3 separate regions of the Mus musculus genome follow, and regions 1 and 3 are each linked to region 2. Evidence: chromatin contacts called from public Hi-C data. All regions are on one chromosome and are shown on one strand. The core of a region is the stretch at or near the end of the contact, and the rest is flanking DNA. Distances in the headings are between cores, read along the strand shown. Region 1 overlaps Vopp1 (vesicular, overexpressed in cancer, prosurvival protein 1). Region 2 holds the start of Vopp1 (vesicular, overexpressed in cancer, prosurvival protein 1). Region 3 overlaps Vopp1 (vesicular, overexpressed in cancer, prosurvival protein 1).

The links. Hi-C and Micro-C count contacts between places; a contact is called where the count stands out from the background.
Region 1: a Hi-C map of rod photoreceptor shows a contact between it and region 2, with 1.8 times the contacts expected there. The contact joins the enhancer-like site here to the promoter of Vopp1 in region 2. A contact is called at or near these places in 6 of 39 promoter capture datasets (the HPC-7 cell line, embryonic stem cells, fetal liver and 2 more), 1 of 15 datasets of contacts at CTCF or cohesin (CD8 T cells), 7 of 484 Hi-C or Micro-C datasets (CD4 T cells, CD8 T cells, cerebral cortex and 4 more), 4 of 115 datasets of contacts at active chromatin or transcription factors (CD8 T cells, bone marrow-derived dendritic cells, embryonic stem cells and 1 more) and 4 of 9 other capture datasets (adipose tissue, embryonic stem cells, liver and 1 more).
Region 3: a contact with region 2 is called in a Hi-C map of the G1E-ER4 cell line, with 3 times the contacts expected there. The contact joins the enhancer-like site here to the promoter of Vopp1 in region 2. A contact is called at or near these places in 6 of 39 promoter capture datasets (the HPC-7 cell line, embryonic stem cells, fetal liver and 2 more), 26 of 484 Hi-C or Micro-C datasets (the AML12 cell line, CD8 T cells, the G1E-ER4 cell line and 19 more), 5 of 115 datasets of contacts at active chromatin or transcription factors (CD8 T cells, bone marrow-derived dendritic cells, embryonic stem cells and 2 more) and 4 of 9 other capture datasets (adipose tissue, embryonic stem cells, liver and 1 more).

The regions. Positions count from the first base shown.
Region 1 is chr6:57,784,433-57,787,132 of GRCm38.p6, reverse strand. The region is part of intron 2 of Vopp1 (vesicular, overexpressed in cancer, prosurvival protein 1); the gene reads left to right. Among named protein-coding and RNA genes, the nearest start is that of Vopp1, 39 kb to the left of the region's middle. Within about 2 kb of position 1,367, at least 8 of the 459 cell types and tissues checked have an H3K27ac peak or open chromatin away from gene starts, as enhancers often do. A contact at or near this core is called in rod photoreceptor, where this site is marked.
Region 2 is chr6:57,823,733-57,826,432 of GRCm38.p6, reverse strand. Vopp1 (vesicular, overexpressed in cancer, prosurvival protein 1) reads left to right here and starts at 1,308. Exons shown (of 5, transcript NM_146168.1): 1 at 1,308-1,506. The coding sequence starts at 1,453.
Region 3 is chr6:57,763,894-57,766,593 of GRCm38.p6, reverse strand. The region is part of intron 3 of Vopp1 (vesicular, overexpressed in cancer, prosurvival protein 1); the gene reads left to right. Among named protein-coding and RNA genes, the nearest start is that of Vopp1, 60 kb to the left of the region's middle. Within about 2 kb of position 1,278, at least 71 of the 459 cell types and tissues checked have an H3K27ac peak or open chromatin away from gene starts, as enhancers often do. A contact at or near this core is called in the G1E-ER4 cell line, the HPC-5 cell line, adipose tissue and 11 more, where this site is marked.

The sequences.
Region 1 (2,700 bases), core at 118-2,617, 39 kb after region 2:
ACTTAACAAGAGCAAGTTCTTATTTGAGTTATCTACATGTTCCTTGTGTTTTCCATCCTTTGTTGTATGAATATAAATCTGTGCTTGCCTATGTGTCTTTTGTCTGTATATGTTTGTCCCTAGCAAAGGGCTTCACTCTGTGTTTATTAAACAGCGCAGAAAGTATCACAGTGGGAAGGAATGAGTTACTTTACAGAAATCTTTAATAAAGGTTTTAAAAGGGATTAAACCACTGACTCCAATGGATCCCAACTCATCCAAATAACAAAAGTGATTGTTTTATCAACAAATAACCTTAAATGAATGCTTTCCACTTTTATGGTTGATTTGAGGACATTCAACTTCTGTATTGGCTGCTTTCAGCAAGTGATATAAATACGTTCTAATGAGTTAAGATCATGGAGGAATAAATAATTAAGATTGTAGTTATGCCTTAGCCTTAGGTTGTAAAAGCTGATGTCATGGGCAGTCCAAAGCAAGTAAGATTGGTCCTTACATTGTTCTTAAAGGCAAATTAGTTTGAGTACAGATTAGATTGGTCTTAAATTGTGACTCCAAGATGTATTATTAATTTCTCTATGAGCTCCAGCAAAAGATCTATTCTCTTAGAATGTAAGAGATATTTGTATAATGTTGCATCTCTGCAACTGAGAAAAAGTGATAATTTAAAAAGAGTAAGAGAAATTTCTGAGGATGAGAGAGGTTTCAAAGTATTCCATTGTCTAAGGAAGTTTTTATGGCCATGGAAGAAAGTGTAGAAAGGCTGATGTAATTGCTATTGAAATTGATGAATTCTCTGGGGTCTCTTGAGCTAAACTAATGGATCAGTCACATGATTTATGCCAATCTCCCTGGTCCAGGAAATGATCAAGTTCATGTACTGCTCAGTGAAGAAGCCTTTTAGGTGTTCTCTTACACCCCTGCCTAGCTAGTGATTGAGTCTTCTTGACTGAACACAAATGATTTAAAATAGTAAGTACCCCATTGTCCTGTAAGTGGAAAAGGTTTTACCCCAGCCTGGTCTTGGTGCTTGGCTTTCCTCTCTTCTCTTGGAATGCTGAGTAAACTTTAAGATCAATGCAGTAATAGACCACTGGATGCTCAGCCATTACCTTGGAGCTGAAGCATTTCAGAGGGTTTTTTTAATGTTTGAGCCACATCTTTGTTTGCCATACTGAGGGGCAGAAACAGAAGGATTCAGATGTAAATGTATTTAAATGAAAGAACCTGAGGATGCCTCTTTGAAAACTTATTAATGGAAGGGAAGCCGTACCCAGAAGGAAAAGCATGGAAAGGAATATAGGATGGACAGATAGTCTTGTCTCTGGCTTGTCTAGCACCTGACAAAACCCATTCTTCCCAGTACTGCTCTTGTCTGTCAGTTTAATCCAGGCCATTAATGAGCTCCAAATCCCAGGTCCCACCGTTAAACAGTGAAACAGTGAAGCTGCTTTTCAAGAAATTAGTTGTCCTGTGTTATGAACAATGCTGAATGCGTAAATTATCACCCCTTGGTGTCACATTGCACTGAATAGCTTTCCCTAGATAGACATGAACTCATCCCAGATAGGATGCTAGCTAATAGCCAACCATAGAAACTGCTTTACTCAAATGTAGCTTAGTGAGCCCATAAATCTTTGGGCTATGTATAGGAGTATAAGTCACTTTAAGGGATTCGTGCCCTTGGAAAGCTCACCCAGCATGGGGGATAACTCATTGTAGCTCTGGGGCTCCCTAAGTGGCTCAATGCCCACTTGGTGAGTAGAAACATTTTTTCCTTAGCAATTGCTTGTTGATGCCTTGAGAATATTGTAGGCTTCAGATATCAGAGACTTGAAAGTTTTGTTTACTTCTTGAGTCTTTTGACCCTCTCTTATCCCTATAACAGGGAATGTTTCAGTTGAAAAGATACAACACAGCTAACAGAAAGCCCAGAAACAAGCTTCTTTGAGCCAGTGCCCAATAGAGTCACTTTACCTGCCCTCTCAAATAGAAGGTACCAGTGTGAGAGCTAGACAGAGTACCGATCATGGCTCCATTGTGACTCTGGTCCTGATACATATAGGTCTGTGGTCATCTGAACAAGACATATCGGCTCATATATTTAACTCTTGGTCCTAGGTGGCTGCCTGTTTATGGAATCTTAGGAGGTGTAAATTTAGTGGAGGAAGTCTGTCATTGGAACTGAGCTTTGGGGGTTTATGGCCTCGCCCTACTCCCTGTTCTTTCTGCTTCCTATGAGTGTGTGGAAGTATGATCAGCCAGCTTCTGCCTCTGTCTCCATGCTTGCCCTGTCTGCTGCCATACCTTCCCCACCATGATGAACACTAAGCCACGTAAAACCTTTCTTCTTTAAGTTGCCTTTAGTCATGGTATTTTATCACAGTCCCATGAGAGTAACCAAAACAGGGTTTCTCCCACCCTGGAGGTGTGCAAGGAGGTGAAGGATGTGGAGCAAAGCTCTTGTTCCAGTGTAGTTCCCCACTCCCTCTACCCCTTGCTTTCTAAAACCCTGTTCTCTGTGGTTGATCAGGTAGCTGAGTGTAGCATTTGATTGCCTGTCAGATGAGGCTTAGGGAGTCTGCTGTGGAGAAATAACACTTATAAATTACCCAACCTGTGCTGTTTTCTTAAACATCTTGCCTAGAAACAGCAGTGCAGGGAAAGACTAAGCTGAGGAAATAGCCTAGTCATCAGCCT
Region 2 (2,700 bases), core at 59-2,558:
TGAGTCAATTCTGTGTGCACAGAAACAACTCCCCAAAGAAACTGCTTCTAGTGACCAGAATTAAGAATATCATCAGGGCCAAAGCAGAGATTTCCCTGCTCCACTATAACCTATCTACTTAGTGCCTCCACTAAAGGGCTTGATTTTTTATTTTTATCCTGTTACTATAAAACTTCAGGAAGCTATTATTGTGTTGGAACATGGAATTTGAGGGTAATCATGAGGCCAGTTTTTTTTTTTTTCCTTCTTTGCTTGCCAGTTATAGCAGGTATAGTTTCATGGTGTATGCTCTATCTTAACCAAGTATGTGTACTGAAAGTTGGCAAAGTATTTAAGACTCGCCTGTGAGAGATCCGTTTTTCTGTCTTCCCTCCATATCCTGTTGGAGGTGGTTCTGTAATTTAACGAACTCTAGTTGCTAAAAAAAAAAAAAATTAATTCATTTGTGTGCGTGATGTGTTTGTCTGAAGGTATGCATGTATGCCATGTGCCCATGTGATACAACGAGACGATTCTGTTTCCATCTTACATATCCAGGGAGAAGCTCAAATCTTCAGCCTTTCCTGGCAAGTGTTGCTACTTGTTTAGGGATCTCTCTGAACCTAAAGGATTGATTCTATTTCCTGATCTCTGTACTCAGCGTTACGCATCATAGTTTAAACTAGCTGTTTTCTTGTTCACCTCTACATATTTGGCCTCCAGCTCAGGTCTGATACAAGTTCAACCAATGCTTCAGTAAGTTCAGTAAATTCAGATGTCATCTGAGCCTTATTGTTATGTGTGTGTGGAGAGGGGCCAGAGGGGAATGTCTGAGAGAAAGTAAGAATAGTTAGCAGCAATTCCCTATGGTCAAAGAGCCTACCTCAAAGGTGAGGTGCACTGTGGAGTCCAAAGGTGGGGTCCTAGCAGAGTCAGGCAGAAAGATGTTGGCATAAACCTACACTAACCTTTTGCAACCAGCTGTCCTTTCCTTGTGGTTTTAACTGTCCTGGGGCGGAGTGGACCTCCCACCTTACCTACAGGAACCTCAGTGAGAATGTCTCCGTGGCTAGAAACTTCAGGAAGACCCAGTGATGGGTCCATCCGTATCCATCCCCCAGCTCCCAAACCCGGTGTCCTATAAAAACCTTCCCAGAACTATCAAGGTGAGACAAGATGGTCTCTTCCGAGAGAGGAGACATCAGGCCGTCTTCTCACCCAGCCCCGCTGTCTCCGCGTCCCGCAGCGCGCTCCACAGACTTTGCAGGCTCCGAGCCCACGAGCGCGCGCCCGTGAGGTGGATCGGGGGCGCGCGGCGAGGGCGGCCTGGCACGTCCTCGAGCTCCGCCGGCTTGCCGCGCGTCCTTCTGCCGGCTTCAGCTCGTATCCCCGGAGTCCACCCGCCCGTCCCGGGGTGCGGACTGGCCCTGAGCTGGCCGTACAGCCCGGCTTCGGACGGTCCTCGCTGGAGCCATGGGCCGCCGGCTCGGCAGGGTGGCGGCGCTGCTGCTCGGGCTGCTAGTGGAGGTAGGGCCGCCGGTTCCCCGCGCCTTCGGGAGAAGGGACGCGGGAAGGGCATTGCGGAGCTCGCGAGTCTGCGGTGTGGGGCGGCGGAGGGGTCTGATGCCGGGACCCCCTGTCCTCCCTGCGCGCCTCCTCCTCCTGTCGGCGCCCCGTTTCCCTCTCGCTGCTTGCTCGGGCTTGCGTCCCCGGGAGGGACCTTTGTGCGTGTCCACACGCGCTCCCTGTCTCTCGGGGCCTGGGGCGGCGCCTCCCGCAGCTGGTAGGAGGGACAGGGACATTTCTGCCTTTGGAGATGAAGTGCAGGCTTTTAGAGGCGAGGAGAAAAATCCCACGGGGAGCTTGGGTGGTTGGTGTACTGTTGTGAAGCCGCGGAAACTTGATGGTGGGTGGAAGCACCGCCGAGGTACAGCCAGGGTTAGAGCGGGGCTGCGGTCGACTGAACTGCGACATCCTGTGACGCGAACCACCCTTCCTGCTCCAGCGGGTTCATTCAAAGGCAAAAGAGTGGATGTGTAAAATCTGGTGTGTAAAATATGGATTGGGGTTTGGAGGTTTGTTCATACCTCCACAGCTTCAGTATTTTGAAAGATTTTTGTATTAATAAAGTCAGTTTAAGTGGGTAAGGATGCCCCTCTGACTATCACTGTCCTGCCTCAGAAAACTGTAAACTTCCTTGGTTGGGGAGTCAGCGGTGCTTGGAAAGATTCTCATTTATGCTGGAGGAAAAGTCTTTCTTTCCAGGAGAGTTAAGGGAACAGTTTCTCCAAGCTCTAAGTTCGGATCAGAGCAAAGATTGCTCGTTTTTCTTTGAAATACCTCTTTTTTCTTTTCTTTCTGTTTCTCTCGCTCACTCTCTCTCTTTCCTTTCTTCTTCTTCTTCTTCTTCTTCTTCTTCTTCTTCTTCTTCTTCTTCTTCTTCTTCTTCTTCTTCTCCTTCTCCTTCTCCTTCTCCTTCTCCTTCTCCTTCTCCTTCTCCTTCTCCTTCTCCTTCTCCTTCTCCTTCTCCTTCTCCTTCTCCTTCTCCTTCCTCCTCCTCCTCCTCCTCCTCCTCCTCCTCCTCCTCCTCTTCTTCTTCTTCTTCTTCTTTTTTAACATTTAACGTTTTTGAGAAGTGCCACTTCTGGTTTTCTTTCTTCTTGTTGTTCATATTTTTAAAAGCTTAGAAACCAAACCCTCTGGGTAATGATTCAACATTGG
Region 3 (2,700 bases), core at 29-2,528, 60 kb after region 2:
AATTCTTTTCTCGTATATCACATCCCAACTGCAGTTTCCCCTCCCTCCTCTCCACCCAGTCCTTGCCCCTCTCTCTCAGGCCTACACCTCCTCTGTTTCCCTTCAGATAAGAACAGGCCACCCAGGGACATCAACCAAACATGGCATAACAAGTTACAGTAAGACTAGGTACTACCCCTGTATTAAGGCTGGACAAGGCAACCCAGTAGGAGGAAGAGGGTCCCAAAAGCAGGCAGAAGAGTCAGAGACAGGCTCTGCCCCCCCCCTGTTGGGAGCCCCACAAAGAAAAGGCCCACCTTGTTTGTTGGTTCAGTCTCTGTGAGTCCCTATGAGCCCTGCTTAGTTGATTCAGTGGGCCTTGTTCTTATGGTGTCCTTGACCCCTCTGGCTCCTATAAACATTTCTCTCCCTCTTCTCTGGGGTTCCTCTGGCACTCTCTGATCTTTGGCAGTGAGTATCTGTATCTGTTCCTATCAGTTGCTGGATGAAGTTTCTGATTGTGCTGGGCTCCAGTATTGTGGTTTGGAAGAGAATGCATTTAAGAGGCCCTGCCACCTGTAAAATCTTAAGCTGAGAGTTTGTTTGTTTATTTGGTTTGTTTTTATTTACAGTCCAAAAGCTGCCTCCCCTCCTGGTCCCCCTCACAGATTTTCCCCCTTCTCCCTCCCCCTATCTTCTGAGAGGGTGTCCCCTTGCCAGGTATCTCTCCAGCCCGGGGCATCAAGTCTCTACAAGGTTAGTAGAATCCTCTCCCACTGGGGCCAAACAGAGCAGCCCTGTTGGGGAAGGTTTGAATTAAGTTGTCACATTTTGGAACTGTGGCTGTTTGTATCCTTCATTAACATTGTGAAGCACATGTTGCCAAATGGAAAGGAAGAGGTTCCCATACCTCTCCTGGAATGGATCCAGGCCACAGGGTCTTGTGTCATTGCTGCCAGTCACCAGGACATTGCAGAATGGAGAACTTCCCCCCATTAAAAGAGGAATTGAAAAGGCAAACTAAAATAAAGAAACTGGATTACTTCTGACTTCATTTACAAAATGAAAACAACTTCTCCCAGTCAGTCCTTGGAAAGCTTGCCATCTATGCTGCACAACAGAAGAGACTGCAGTGTGTGACCTGCATAAGGGTCAGAATCCTTTAAAAATGACTTTCTCATTAATTGCCACAACTCTTGCCCAGGCAACATGCAGTTCATTTTCCTGGCCTTTTGTCGGCTCCCCTTTTAGGAGTAAGTCCTGAGGCTAATTTTTCAATAAGGAATAGATCTGTTACTGTGTGATACCAAAGCCACAAGTTGGCCTCCTGCCAAGTGACTCTGTCCTGTGCTTGCTTCTGAAGTGTAAGGTACAGTGTCGATTTTCATCTAGGAGAGAAAAGGTCCATCTGGCAGGGTAACCAGCATCTAAGCCTTTTCTCATGCTGAAGACCAGAGAGCCAGGCCTGTTAGGGTGACCAGCAGCGTCAACTGAGAAAGTGAATCTATGCATATCCCACCTGTCTACACGTTTCCCAAAGTACACAGATATGTATTGTGGGACTTAACACTGAAGGCAAGATAATTAGCTCTAAGAGGCAAGTCCAGCTGGGCCTGGTGGCACTGACCTGTAGTCTCAGCTCCCTAGGAGGCTAAGGCAGGTGAGTTCTATGTTCAAAACCTGCTTGGAATACAGAATGCATTCATGTCAGCTTGAGTAAGGTAATGAGACTCTACCTGAAAGTTAAAAAAAAAGGTAAAATGGGCCGAGGATATAGGACTGTACTTGTAAAGATGGGGAAAGAGTGGAAAGGGAGAGTGGGGGGAAGACAGAGACAGTCACACAGACAGATAGACAGACAGACACATACAGAGAGAGACAGATAGACACAGAGAGAGGACGGGGAGGGAGGGGGAAAGAGAGAGACAGAGAGACAGAGAGAGAGAGAACCCTTTGTGATTCCTGCATTCTTGCTGATGAGTTTCTTGGCTTCTCCAGACCTCTGAACCCATTTCCTGAGTCCGGCCAGAGCCAACTCTGGCATGTCTTCACTGAGCTTGCTGTTCTCTAGGTCTCTTCACCTGTGCCATTCTTCTCACAAGACTTCCTATTCTCCCTCTTCCTGTCTTTTAGAACCTACCTCAAATATAGCTGAAAGAGAATACTTGTTCTTTATTTGAGGGGGAGCTTTTTGAGACAGGGTTTCTCTATAATACTGTCCTGGTACTCACTCTGTAGAACAGATCTCGAACTCAGAGATCCACCTGCCTTTGCCTCCTAAGTGCTGAGATTGCTACCACCACTAGACTTATTTGTTCGTTCTTATCTACAATTGATATCTTAGTGTATATCTCCCAGTGCAGTGACTTATACACTTAAAGTAAAATGATGAATTTTGATACACGTAATATATCACACAGGTCTATTCTTCCAGTCTTCATTTTTCTTGTCATTTGTTATGAATAAAGAGTTGTATACATTTGCCATTCAGTTTTCACCGCTTCTATTAAAACTGCAGTTCACTGAGGTATGGGGAAGGGCCTTACCTACTGTCTTAGGATTTCTACTGCTGGGATAAAACACTGTGACTTAAAGCAGCCTGGGGAGAAAGGAAGGGACTTATTTCATCTTACAACTCTCAGGCCATACTCCATCACTGAAGGAGGTCAGGGCTGGAGCTGAAGCAGATGCCATGAAGGGACACTGTTTACTGGCTGGATC